Regions from separate parts of the Pan troglodytes genome. Here region 2 is linked to region 1. Evidence: chromatin contacts called from public Hi-C data. All regions are on one chromosome and are shown on one strand. Each heading gives the region's core, a stretch centred on a gene start, on an enhancer-like site or on the middle of the called end of the contact. The rest is flanking DNA. Distances are from core to core; before and after follow the strand shown. Region 1 has its middle 32 kb from the start of CDKN3. Region 2 holds the start of CNIH1 (cornichon family AMPA receptor auxiliary protein 1).

Region 1 (7,330 bases), core at 178-2,677:
AGGGTAACATCTTTTCTCTCCTGATGCCATGGCTTAATTTCGCTTGTTTGCGAATTCTATCTAAATGGAATCTTTTGTGTCTGGCTTCTTTTGCTTGACTTTATGTTTGTGAGATTCATTCATGTTATTGTGTGTGGTTGTACTTATTTGTTCTCATGGCAGTATTCCATTGTATGAATATATCATAAGTTATTCATCCAATCTACTGTTGGGTCATTTCCAGTTTGGGGCTATTATGAAGTGCTGCTATAAACATTCTTTTCTATGTCTTTTGGTAAACATGTTGTATACATTGCTGTTGGGTATATAACAGGAGTGGAAGTGCGTATGTTCATCTTTTAGTCGATACTGCCAAACAGTTTTCCAAAGAGCTTATATGAATTCACATTCCCACTAGCACTGTGTTATAATTCTAGCTCAACATCTTTGCCTGTGTAGTGTCTGTGTTATCACTTTAGCTATTTAGTGAGTGAGCTATTTCAAAGCAGCATTTAATTTCAAATGGTTGAAAGACTAACCAGTTGAATATTAGAATCAGTAGATAACATTCTTTAAGAGATAGCAAAAGCCCATAATTTTTAGGACCTTTTAGAAAATGTTTCTATATTACATGTTAATTAACCATGTGTAAATATTTTGCTGCATTATTTTATAAATGCACATATAATTGCAATGTATATATTTTGGGAGTATGTGCCTACTCTAGACCATACTAATATAAACTGAGTGGCTCCAAATTAAGAAGGTTCTCTAATTTAGACATAACATCAGTGAGTACCTCACACTCTGATGAAAGAAATATTACCTGAGTTTTCCAAACATCACAGATTGGGAATGAAATTAAAGTCACAGTTATTATCCTTTACAAAATATTATTTCTCTGGTTCTTCCTCTCTTCACTGTGTGAAACTGCAGTCTCTCTACTCCTCATAATAGTTCAGTGAGTCCTCCAGGATGGCCTCTGTATCCTCTAAGATATAAGAGCAAGGCACCGACCATCTTCTGGCTCTCCTTTGCTGGGGTAAAGTCTCAGATCACTGCCCAAGCCCACCAATGTCCCACTCTACTGCAATGCCAGCTGCACCTTCTCTGTTGCTGCTGATATTGCTGGCACAGGATTTTGCTAATCCTTGCAACTTCAAGGTCCTGCGGAAATTTTAACAAAACAGCTCTTTTTAGTTTCATCTGCTTTTAAGATCCATGGCACCTGGATCAGAGGGCGCTGGGGCTGACCACCACTGGGAGGCACCAAGACTCGTCCCTCCCCTCTGGCCCTGTCTTGATGTCACTGAACTCAATTTGTGTGCTTTGACTTTCTCTTCCCTTAGGGTGAGTTACTTCCCAGGAGTCCTCTGGCCTCTCCTGTAAACAATCCTAGCAAGATTATCTCACCCTCTGCTAGCTGTGCTCAGGCCTGGGTGAGTCCTGAGAGCTTGGTCTCAAGCTGAGGCTGACCGTGTGTCCTCATCGGCATAGGTTAGTCCTGGTTTGTGACTGTCGTACTGGCATAATTATTAACAGCTCTCCCTTTCACTCTTGCAAGCCTCCTGCTTTGAATGGTTAATTATACAGGGTCACCCTCTCTCAAGCCATCTTTAGGAAAATGTTATAGAAGTAAAACAATCAACAACACGTTTTAAAATAGTCAAGAAATACACTATGTAGAGAAGAATTTTGACCTCGGATGGCTGGAGTGAGCATTGCAGTAATCTCCTAGCCTGTGGGTCTTGCCTTGCCTCTCAGCCCCTAGCTGGCAGCTACTTGGCTCCATCTAGAGGCTCTGCTCTGCTCTGGCCGAAGACTATTTCTTCCTTTCTCCTGTGGTTGAAAGAGATCACAAGATATCACAAGGGGGGATTGAAGGAGCTGGGGTAGGATGCTCTGAAACCCAGCCAGAGGTTAAATCATTGTGGTGGTGGGTCCTCCCCATACCCTCGTGCCCAGTTTTCCTAACCTGGCTTTGGCTGTATTCCTGAGACAGTTTCTGTTTCATTTGTTTCCTAGTTCCTAATGGGCCCTAAGAGTCTCTTGCTATTTCCTCCAATCCTTGGCCTGCCTTGGACCTGGACTCTGGCTCCTGACCTCAGTGACACAGGATCTGCCATCCACTGCATCTCTCTTCACATGGCCTGCCTTACCCCGTTGTCTCTCCCCCTTCCCCAAAGTGCAGTTTGCTCTTCTTGGAAGCCATGCTGTAATCTCTCGTACTTGCATGTGGGGTTTCCACCAGGAAGGCAAGGTGCTCTAGCAGAAAGGAAAAGGGCTCTGAACTCAAAAGACCGGATTCAAGTCCTATTTCAGCAATTAGCCACGTGTCCTTGGATAAATCACCGAGATACTTAACCTGAATGATAATTCCCTCATCTGTGGCAGGTAGAATGAAATTGCCACTTGAAAATGGAAGAACTGACTTCTGAACTCAGAGGATTTCCTGCTGAGTTTGGTATCAATCAGTTGACTGGGGCTGGGTTAATCTTTGGGGAAGTCAGATTTCTGAACTTGAGGAACTAAGGCTGTATGTCAAGGATGCTGGGATAATCAGCTTGGAACCAACATGATTCCCAACTTAATTTTAGGGGAAAGTTCAGCCAGCTTCGGAAGCTGGGCTATTCACCTACCCAACTGCTCCAAGCCCAGACAGGTCTTGAATCAGACAACTCTCACAGGAGAGTGTAACTGGCATCTTTTCCCCATCTCATCTTGTTGGTTTTGGTAATGAGATGAGATTGGGTAGTTCAATTTGCCAGGAATGGAGAACGGCCTGATACTCTTAAATCTCTATCTTTCAGGAATACTTAGTTCATTTTATCTTATTTTATTATTTTTTGAGACAGGGTCTTGCTCTGTCATCCAGGCTGGAGTGCAGTGGCATAATCATGACTCACTGCAGCTTCAACCTCCCAATCTCAAGCGATCCTCCCACCTCAGTCTTCCGAGTAGGTGGGACACAGGCACGTGCCACTACGCACAGCTAATTTCTTTTTTTTGGTATTTTTTGTAGAGACAAGGTTTCACCATGTTGCCCAGGCTGGTCTTGAACTTCTGGGCTCAGGCAATCTGTCCGCCTTGGCCTCCTAAAGGCCTGCATTTACAGGCGTGAGCCACTGTGCCCAGCACTTAGTTCTGCTTAAATATAATCTAAAATAAGGAGAAAGAGCCTTATTTTAATCACTTCATACTGAAGTACATTCAGAATGAGTTGAGAACCCATGTCTTATAAGAATCCATATTAATGACCAAAAATATAAAACAGAAATGGCAAGGCCATCCAGTAGTTCTGTTCTTCCTGGAATGGGAGATGGCAGCCGAGAAAAGCAGGATTTCAGTAAACATCTCCCTCTTGTGCAGAAATCCCCAGTCCGGGATTCAAATCTGATTAAGTGAGTCAGGCTTGCATTTATTACCGTATATTACAAACATTTTTCAGCATTCAGGAGTGAGTGGTGTCTCTGTGGATTTGGCCACTTCCTGGCAATTATGCACTTGGCTGCTAGTGCAAACGAGCATGCCAAATGCCTGGAATGACGATCCATGTCTGAGCAGCTTTCAGTCTGGGAAGGATGTTGTCCAAACATCACGTTCCTTCCCAAGGTGGCCAAATCCTGGTTACAGTTCTGTCCTTTAAATCTATGTATCCTGAAACTTGGCCAGAAAGGATATGGCCACATCCCTTTGCCCCTTTCAGCTTCCGCAGCAAACACCTGGGGGAACTTGCATTGATTTTGCAGTGTCTGGCGGCTGCTTAGTCCAGAAGTAGTTTTGTGCCTAGTGCCTTAATCAGAAAATCACATTCTGAACATAATCTGTCAGGTGGATTATTAGAAAACACTAATTCTTTCAGAGACTAAGTCTGGAAGCCTGGTGAAATGCCAACTGAGTGATGGCATTGTTTTTCTGAAATGCCCTTCCAGCTTTATTTGCATGAGTATTAGCCAACCTGTCCAAATTGTAGCTGATTCACACTTGTTTGCGCTTCAGAAAACAGCCCTGGATTAGAAAGAGAGTCTATCTCTCGGCATGCCCTGTACAGCAGTGGGTCCTGGTAAAACCAAACAGTTTTAATGAAATTTAGCAAGGACTGTCTTGGTATACAATTGGCTCTCTGTCTCCACTGGTTTTGCATCCACAGTCAACCAGCCATGGATTGAAAATACAGTATTCACGGGATACAGAACCCACATATATGGGGGGCCAACTTTTCCTATCATTGGGTTCTACAGGGCCGGCTATGGGACTTGAGCACTTTAGTATCTGCTGGGGGGTGAGGGTGGCAGAGGTGGGGATAGGGTATCTTAGAACCAATCCCTTTGAGATACCAAGGGATGACTGTATATGGAGAGGACTAAAATGTATGCTCAATGAGGTGGGAATTTGGTCTGTTTACCATCTGTTGAATGAATAAGTGAACGAGCTTGTGAGGCTGAGGAGGCAGAAGGATGGCTTGAGCACAGGAGTTCAAGACCAGCCCAGGCAACACAGCAAGACCCCTGTCTTAAAAAAATAATGATGAAAAATAAATAAGCAAATGGATAATTATAAACTTACCCTCTTCTTAATTACATAGTATATATCATCTTGTCCATTTCTTATTTCCTTTTAAGTTTCTCACTTTCTTTTTATTCAATTTAGATAGAAGGCAGTTAAAAGCCTTTCTCTATGAAATAGGCAAATGGAAAGTGAAAACGCCTTGACTAGAGTCCTGTGCCCACTTGTCTTTTTGCTTATCCCCCACTTCCTCCCATGAGCTTTGCCATTGTCTTCAAGAAGTAGCCCCACTCCCCTGCTTTCTCAGCTGGTGGTCTGGCCTTCTATCTGCCCCTAACAACACTCGTGTGTTTTTTCCTCTAGTCCAAATGAGGCATCTCTTCTATAATGAAAACCCCTTCTCTTCTGTGGAACCTTGCAGCATTGGTTACTCCTCTCTCCTCTGCCTTTTCTTCAGCATTGGTTTTTCAGAGTCCATAGAAGAGCTCAAGTCTCTCCAATATTAAAACAAAAAAAAAAACACAAAAGCACAAAAACAAAACAAAACAACTGCCACACCCCCAAACCAAAAAAAATCCACCTAGCCCCATATCACTTTTACCTTCACAGCCCAGTTTTTCAGTTGAAAGATCTATATTCAGAGACTCTATTTTCATACTACTTTTTTATCCTCTGTAAAATTAAATAAGAAAAAGGCTTTTTTTTTCCAGAAGGTAAATATAAAATTAGAAAATCAGAACTATGTTTTTCCTTTAAGAATAGAAACAATTTTTTTCCCTTGCTAGCTAGATTTCTTAGGGTAAGAATATAAATCCCAAATCAGATTGCATTTTGTTTTGACAACAAAGGAGAAAAGCACAAGAACAATCTTATCATTATAAGACTTGTTTATAATCTAAGAAGCACTGGATGCAATTCCATGTGATTTCCTGTCCTAGCTCCTTTACTCAGACGGTCCTCTGACTATCCTGCAGATCCTTTGCTGGGCTGTCTCCTAACTCCACATGCTTGTCTTTAGCTGTCTTATTGCTCCTGTGGTTTCAGCTGCCAGCCATCCAGTGAATTCCTAATCACCACCTCTGGCCGTTCTCTGTCTTCTGAGTTTCAGATTCATGTATACAAACACCTCCATCCTGATGGTCCCTGAGCGGTAAAAATCAACATGTACAAGACTGAACTTAGTGTCTCTTTCTTAAATTTGCCTCTCCTCCATATCTCTGTAACCTCACACCTGAGAGTCATCGTAGCTCTTCCTTCCCTGTCACTGTCTGTATTTAACTGGTGATTTAGTATTGCCTTTTCAGCTTTTTAATACTTCCTGTTTTGGCCTCCTTCTGTCCATTCCCATGCTGACGGCCCCAGTTCAGACCTTATTATTTTTCATCCTTTGAGTTTTCCACCTGCCTGCTTCCTCCTGGTCATACACTTCTCCAATGCCTTCTCCATGTGAATATTTTGATGATGTTGAAGGAATCACTTTAAAATGCATATCTGATCATCTCACTTCCCTGTTGAATACTCCTTACTAGCTCCCCAGTGCCCAGAGGATAAAGCTAAAATCTTTAGCATAGCATAAAAGATTAAAGTTTGTTACTTGTTCTCCCTTCCTCAACTATACATCTTAGCTTTCTCAGGGGTCTCAGACTCAAAGGTCTACAGTGGAGGGTATAGTGGTGACTAGGTAGGGCTACTGTGAACTAGAGGATTCATAATCCCATTGAAAAGGGTGAACGGTTGCTACAGACCAGATTTTCTCTTCAACATTCACATGTTGAAATCCCAATCCTTGATTTGATGGCATTAGGAAGTAGGGCTTTTGGCAGGTGATTAAGTCATAAGGATGGCGCTCTTACAAATGGGGTTTTTACCATTACAAAAGAGACCCTAGAGTCCCTTTGTCCCTTCCACCATGTGAGGCACAGCAAGAAGACGGCCCTCTATGAATAAGGAAATGAGCCCCCACCAGACACTGAATCGGAGTGCCTTGATCTCGGACTTCTCATCCTCCAGAACTGTGAGAAATAAATGTCTGTTGTTTAAGCTACAGTCTACAGTGTTTTGTTACAGCAGCCTGAATGAACCAAGACAGCCACTCTTTGGCTCCAGCCAATTACTGGTGAGTGGGAATTTGGGCTTAGCGTGGCCAAAGTAACAACTTCTTTTTTCATGAGAAGCTGGATTTTTACATCAAACTAAGTTTACTAAGTGTTAGAAACTAATTTTAAAACATTAAAACTCATTTTTTATTTTGAGTCTCACTGTGTCACCCAGGCTGGAGTGCAGTGGTGCAATCTCGGCTCACTGCAACCTCTGCCTCCTGGGTTCAAGTGATTCTCCTGCCTCAGCCTCCCACATAGCTGGGATTACAGGTGCCTGCCGCCACGCCTGGCTAATTTTTGTATTTTTAGTAGTAACGGGGTTTCACCGTGTTGACTAGGCTGGTCTCAAACTCCTGACTTTGTGACGCACCTGTCTCGGCCTCCCAAAGTGCTGGGATTACAGGTGTGAGTCACCGTGCCCAGCCAATCATTGCGTTTTTAAATGTTCATTATTAAAGTGAAAAAAAAAATACAACCTTTGTACCAAATTAAACACATCTGTGTAAGACTGCAAGATTGATGCCCATGTCTATAAGTTCTTCCTGAATTCTGATTCTTAATCATGTGGAATTGCTTCTGGTACCCTAAATATGTACTGTGCCTCCTCACCTTTGTTTTTGCTGGCTTTCTCTGTTTGGAATGCCCTCTCTCTTCCTCACACTCCTTCCATCCCACTCTAACTCTTATCCCAAACATATGGTAAGGATTTTGAAATGTATCCTTATTTGTCAAGACTCCTCTCATGG
Region 2 (7,101 bases), core at 167-2,666, 73 kb before region 1:
CGCCAACCCGGAACTCCAGCTGGCCCGCAAGCGCCCTGCGCAGTCTCGGTTACCCCTCGCGCCTCTTCCTCTACACCTCCCTGCAAGCTGAGGGAGCCGGCTCTGGCCTTGGCCAGCCCAGAAAGGGGCTCCCATAGTGCAGCGGTGGGCTGAAGGGTTCCTCAAGTGCCGCCAAAGTGGCAGCCCAGGCAGAGGAGGCGCCGAGAGTGAGCGAGGGCTGTGAGGACTGCCAGCACGCTGTCACCTCTCAAGATCTCATTACCTTGTCCAGGCTGGTCTTGAATTCCTGAGCTTAAGTGATCCTCCTGTCTTGGCCTCCCAAAGTGTTAGGATTACAGGCATGAGCTGCTGTGCCTAGCCAAAAGTAACTTGATAATTTGCACACAGGTGCCACATAATCCTGGTGGTACAGGTTGTACTGTCCAATACACTAGCCACATTTTACTTAAAGTGATGTGAAATTTAAAGTTCAGTTCCTCAGTCATGCTAGACAATTTACAAGTGCCCAATGGCCACATGTGGCTAGTGGCTACTGTATTGGGCAATGTAGGTATCGAAAATTTTCACCATCACAGAAGGTTCTATTGCACAGCACTGGACAGACCCTGCTTCTAAACTATTCTACGCAATTTGCTAGGTGAACGATCTTTAATGCAAATCTAAACATGGTCTTCTTTTGCTCAAAAGCCTTCAATGATTTTCTCTTCCATCAGCAGCAATCAGTTAATAGAGTTTTTTTCTTTTAAAAATGGTTGTAATGGAAAGTTAAATCAATTTTGAATCAATTTTGTGTGTTAAGACCAGCATTAAAAACAAGTAGCAAAAGAGAGTAGAAGGGAAAGTACTTATGGATCATTAGTACAGTTTTGTGAAATTTTTGTTTTGGTCATATCTATATTTCTTTGCCTCTATAACTAGATTTCCACCTCTTCATAACTTGATGTCTGTATGATATTCCACTGGGTTGCAATGAAAAACATCTTTCTAGTTGTGTGTGGTGAGCAAAAAATTTGGGCTTATGAGATAAGAAGTCTGAGCTCCGTAATGAAGCATTATAAGGCCCTCTATGATCTGATCCCTTGCTAATTCATTTCTAAGTCTCACCACTGTCTTGCACTTAGGTTCCCTTAATACAGAATTGCTGCTGGTTTCACCTGAGACACGAAGCTTTATTTTTCTTTTCTTTTTTCCATCTCTGTTGCGTTTCCTCATTCTGAACCGTTTCCTTGGACTGCCAGTTCTACCTTCTTTTTGCCTGGAGAACTTATCATCATCTAAGGCCAACTTAGGAAACACCTACAGCAGGAATCCTGCCTAAATGCTCCAGGGCGGGCTGGCTGTCCTTCTCTGACCTTTCAGAGCATCCCACACACATCCGTTTACGGGGTTATAATAACGTAATTATTTATTTAGGTGTTCATTTCCGGCACTATACTAAGTTCTTTCAGTGCAGGTACTATCTTATTCATCTTTGTATCTGAAGCGAGAAGCGCGGTACCTGTAACAAACTAGGCATTCATTCAATAAATATTTGTTGAAAGAATAAACGCAAGAAGGAAGGAAAAATCAATCAACAACTGTGCGGACAATGTCAGTGCAACGCAGACTCCGGCCATCAGAGGGCGCCGGGGCGGCTGGGCTGGTGCGCAGGCGCGCTGAGAGGGCTGGCGCCGCGGCGGTAGCGGTGGCGGTCGCGGCTGTGGCCGGTGGAAGTGAATGGTTTTACCCAGAGGGCCCTGCGCCGCCTTTCTCCGCTGGCAACGGCGCCGCTCCCCGCTCCTCCTCCCCAGCCATGGCGTTCACGTTCGCGGCCTTCTGCTACATGCTGGCGCTGCTGCTCACTGCCGCGCTCATCTTCTTCGCCATTTGGCACGTGAGTAGCTGGGGCTGGGGAAAGGAGGGCGAGGCGGCAACACAGCTTCTTTTCGCCCCGGGCCCGCGGTCCGGGCCGCCACGGCCGCCGGGGCTTTGCGCGTCGGGGATGCGGCCCGGCTGGCACGGGCCGCGCGGCGAGGGGTCTAGGGGCCGCGGGTACTGGAGGAGCCGGGGCGCGCAGTCGCCAGGTGGATGCGCCCGCGTTGTCTCGGCACAGGCCGCGCGCACCGCTACTCCTCCCCGACTGGGTGGGGCGGCCGCGGTCCAGGCGGGCGCCCGCGGTTCCGCGCTGCGTTCGCACCGACCTCTACCGGCCCGCGGCCCTGCATCCCCGGGGAGGATGTCGACGGCGCGGTGGGACGGGCGTAGTGTGAATGAAGTTTTCCGAATTTTTGTTAATATAGATTGGCTTTCTTTTAGGGTTTCCACAGAACTGTGGCCAAAATGTAACCTACTTAGGGTGAATTTCCAACTCTACTTTTCAGCACTTGTTGGGTGCTCTTCAGATCAAATCACTTTTTTTCTCTTTTTCCAGATTGTTGTTTCCTGGTGAACTTTGATGCAAGTTCAGTTGATTACTTTGTTGATTGCATGTGCGCGTTTCCCCCCCAAATCATACTTTGACCGCTGGAGTTTCAACAGGCAGCTTTCCAAGCCACCCTTATATTCAGGATTGCTTGATTTAGTAGAGGCAGTTTTCATTTGATTTTGAGATGCTCAGAAACCTTAAGCTTTTCTGGGGCAGTATTTATTTCTGTTACACACATCATCATCACTATTGCAGGGTGGAAGCACAGCCTTACTGGTCCCTCTAAGGAAAAAGTCGTAAGTTCCCTGTGATATAGTTCTACAGAGATAAGAATTTCTGTTGCTTTAGCACAAAATTAAAAGCATTGAGAGCCTTCTGGAAATCATTCATTAAAAATTTATCTCATACTTGCTTCTCTTTTCCCCATATTCCAGTGCCTTCTGGAATGTTGCTTTTAATTTGAATGACCACGTTAACTCTTACGTAGATTTTAAGTCAGGTTTCATCATGCCAGTAACAAGGATTTCTATGAAACATACGGAGGGGCAGAATGATTAAACAGCAGCAGCGTCTTGTGCAAAAAAGTCTCGAAAGTGGAAGTATATCACAAATCCATTCCTTTTTGCTAAGCAGTGTGATTATGTTTACAATTATTTTAGGACCTGACTGCTTATTGTAATCAGGAATACTTATGTAGGCTATTAACTGTGTCAGAAATAACTGCTACCTCAGAATGCTTGTCAGTAGGAGCAGTAATTTGAAGAGCATCTTCAGCCCTGCTTTGATGGAAGAACAATACCTAAGATAATTTGGGATACAGACTAGCTCAACCTTAGTAGGCCTCTGATGAAAATGTGTGGTTCCATGGCCGGGCGCGGAGGCTCACTCCTGTAATCCCAGCACTTTGGGAGGCCGAGGCGGGAGGATCACGAGGTCAGGAGTTCGAGACCAGCCTGGCCAACATGGTGAAACCCCGTCTCTACTAAAAATACAAAAAAATTAGCCGGGCATGGTGGTGGGCGCCTGTAATCCCAGCTACTCGGGAGGCTGAGGTGGAGGAGAATCACTTGAACCCAGGAGGCAGAGGTTGCAGTGAGCCGCGATGGCGCCACTGCACTCCATCCTGGGCGGAGACTCCGTCTCAAAAAAAAAAAAAAAAAAAAAAGAAAGAAAGAAAGTGTGTGGTTCCATTCCATCTGTAGATGTAGCTTTAAGTCACTCTGCTTGATGGGTGTTCCTTTTTTCTGGGATGATGGGGATTCTTAGAGTGGTGGGGTTGGCTTTTTCACATTTTTACGTTTTGAACCAGGTTGTGTTTGGCTTAAGGAAAACCTGAACCGCACTTTCAAAAAACGGGTAATTTCAGCTTAAACAAATGCGTGTCTGGGTGAAGTAAATAATTTTAAGTCGTGTTATACAATGAAAAAAAAATTATACCGCAGATTTGTGGAGAGCTTTTATGCTTAGGGATTTCTTCATTCAGAGAGTTAGTATCCTTTTGGAAACAATTCTAAATAAATAGATAGTTTTAATTTTTCTATTACCCATATAACCTTATGTTTATCATCTTAGGTAGTATCTTAGTCCATTCCTTTATAGTGTTTATAGTGTTGCTATACAGGAATACGGGAGGCTGAGTAATTTACAAAGAAAAAAGAGGTTTATTTACCTCAGGATTCTGCTGACTATAAGACTGGGCATCTGGTGAAAGTCTCAGCCTGCTTCCACTCATGGTGGGGGAGTAGTGTGTAGAGATCCCATAGTGAGAGGAAGCAAAGGAAAAAGAGGGGGAGGTGCCAGGTGCTGTTTACAAGCCAGTTCTCTTGGGTCCTAATGGCAGGAGAACTCACTTATTCCCTCCAAGATGACACCAAACCATTCATGAGGGATCTGCTCCCATGACCCAAACACCTCCCGTTAGATCCCGCCTCCAACATTGGGGATCAAATTTCAACCTGAGATTTGGAGGAGTTAAACCAAACTCTAGCAGGTAGTTGAAGTATCTTTCAGAAGACTCATTTTACAATTTTTAAATTACATTCCAAAAATCTTATTTACATTAATCACTGTATTAGAGAATGTTTTTTATGCTGATGATTATATCTGTCAATTTAGTCCTAATTCATGTCATTGATGCTCTGTGGAGAATAGAGTCGGGAGCATAGATTGTTTGAAAAATTAAAAGCTTAAAAGTCATTCCTTAAAGATGTGTATCAAATTGGAAGGTATTCTGAATTGTGTACTTGGGCATCTTTAGGGATTTATCTGTTTTATTTTTGTTATACTTCTGTGGGAAATTTTGTGGGTGTCTTTGCTCAGCCACATAGCTGCAAAAAGATTTGAAAATCATTAAGAATATTCTCAGAAGAGGTTCGAAAACCCTAGCCTATAGCACTCAAAGAGAAACCCATTCAACAACATAGTTAAAAAATCCCTGTGACTAGGCACAGTGGCTCATTCCTGTAATCCCGGCACTTTGGGAGGCCAAGGCAGGTGGATCACCTGAGCTCAGGAGTTTGAGACCAGCCTGGGCAACATGGTAAAATCCCATCTCTACAAAAACTACAAAAATTAGCCAGGCATGGTGGCATGCACCTGTAGTCCCAGCTACTCCGGAGGCTGAGGCAGGAGAATCATTTGAGCTGAGGAGGTGGAGGTTGCAGTGAGCTGAGATTGTGCCACTGCACTCCAGCCTGGGTGACAGAGTAAGACCCTGTCTCAAGAAAAAAAAAAAAAAAAAAAAAAAATTCCCTTGAAGTCACCTGAAGAAAATGTCCAATTAAATGTCAGTTTTAAAGACAAGTTTTGTATTCTGTTAAGTTGGATCTTGTTATAGACAAGTACTTACGATTATCATCCTTGTCTTGAGCTTTATTACTAAAATGCATTGGGGTTATAGACCACGGCTGACGTCAAGTAGCAGACTAATAACGTCCATAAGTAATCAGAAATTAGTATTTTCTAATTACACATTTATGTTTTTAACATTTGTGTTAGGTGTCATTAGCCAAGGGAAATCCCCCTGGTGAGTTCTGCCTTTTTTTTTTTTAATCCCTAGTGCTATTTTTTTCACCCCCTCCTTCCAGTTAATATTTATTGAACACTTAACTATGTGCCAGGCACTATTTTATATTTTAGGCCCCGGGACATAATAGTAAATACAACAATCTTTGTTCTTTCAGAGATTACATTCTAATGTTTTATTATTTTCCTTCTATTGTTGTTTGGTTGGAGTTTTTATTAGGGCAGGTTGGTGAATTTTATAGAACTCTAGAAATTAAAAAAACCGTCTTTTTATGAATCTAAATTTTAACAGGGAAATAAACAGTCATGTTAAAAGATGGAAATATGTAACTTTACTGATTACTGATAATATTGAGCAACACTTTCACATATAAAGATACTATTCCTAACTCATTAAGGGAAGGGTAGCTTAGTTTGTGTGTCCCTGGGGTGAGTAGTGTTAGCAACTAAAATGGCTCCCCCATCAACTTGCTGCCTTTGTTTTCTTTCTTTGTCACCTGAAATGATGCCACAAAGTGGTGCAGAGTCCCTATTTTGACTCTTAATGTACATTCTAGTGACCCTTGAGGTTGAAGCCACATTCCTCCAGAGTGCGGACAAAAGCATCCTTAGAAATGTATGTGTTTGGGCACCAATGGCAACACATTGAAGAGTTCGAGTCCATCTCTAGTGTCCCACTGAGCACTGTGCCAAGGGAGGAGGAGCATGCACAGATAAATAAAAATGGTCCTTCTCCCTGAGAGTGTAGAGGGGCAGACAGACCTGTGTGTAAATACCACACTCCAGTGTGAGACAAGCCATATCGATGGCATTATAGAGTCCCATGCTGTGTGGAGATGTGGGGAAGGATGCAATTACTTCTGCCCAAAGGAGTTAGGAAAGCCTGCAGAAAGAAGTTGACCTAGGAAGGTTTGTTTTTTTTTAGGATAAAGAGGAATTTGGATAAACAGTTGAAATTATTTTTCTAGTCAGAAGATTATTTCGAGTAGAGATAAGTTGAAATAACTTGAGCAGAGGCATTGAAGAAATTGAAAATTGAAGGTATTTATTACAGTAATACCAAATTTTAGTGATACTGAGATAAGAGTGTTTTCACTTTAAATCGCATTCTGGTTCTTTTTGTCATATATGAGTTTACTGTAAATTGGTATTTGTGATCTTGGTGTACTTTTGTTCCTGTTTTATTAACTTTAATAATTATTTGAAGATGGGGCAGGTTTGTTGCTGCTTTTAATTAAAGTGAGTGGTCCTAACTGTTTTAATTTTATTTTAGATTATAGCATTTGATGAGCTGAAGACCGATTACAAGAATCCTATAGACCAGTGTAATACACTGAATCCCGTAAGTTATAATATAGGATTTATCTTTAGATTTTAAAAATATGTTTGTTTTTAACTTGATGTAATTTGAAAATGGCCAGTATTCTGAGTAGCATAATATATTTGTACTTTTTGAAGTAGGCAGAATTTAAAAAATCTTCTTTCTCCTGTCGTGCTTGACTATTCTATTATTAATCTGCTGGTGATCTTGTCAGCTGTCATACTAACATTCTTCCAATCTGCTTTTTACATTGTCGGCCAAAGACAGTTGAAAAGGTCAAAAAGATTAAAAGAGTCAAAATTGCATTAAAGGTGTGTACTGCTTTTTAGTTAAATGTTTTAATGCTATATTC

What was found. A called contact is a pair of places that touch in the nucleus more often than the background predicts.
Region 2: a Hi-C map of induced pluripotent stem cells shows a contact between it and region 1, with 1.6 times the contacts expected there. The contact joins the promoter of CNIH1 here to the enhancer-like site in region 1. A contact is called at or near these places in 2 of 7 Hi-C or Micro-C datasets (both in induced pluripotent stem cells).

The regions. Positions count from the first base shown.
Region 1 is chr15:52,356,883-52,364,212 of NHGRI_mPanTro3-v2.0_pri, reverse strand. No RefSeq gene overlaps it. Among named protein-coding and RNA genes, the nearest start is that of CDKN3, 32 kb to the left of the region's middle. Within about 2 kb of position 1,427, at least 7 of the 24 cell types and tissues checked have an H3K27ac peak or open chromatin away from gene starts, as enhancers often do. A contact at or near this core is called in induced pluripotent stem cells, where this site is marked.
Region 2 is chr15:52,430,295-52,437,395 of NHGRI_mPanTro3-v2.0_pri, reverse strand. CNIH1 (cornichon family AMPA receptor auxiliary protein 1) reads left to right here and starts at 1,416. Exons shown (of 5, transcript XM_509955.8): 1 at 1,416-1,873; 2 at 6,702-6,770. The coding sequence starts at 1,589.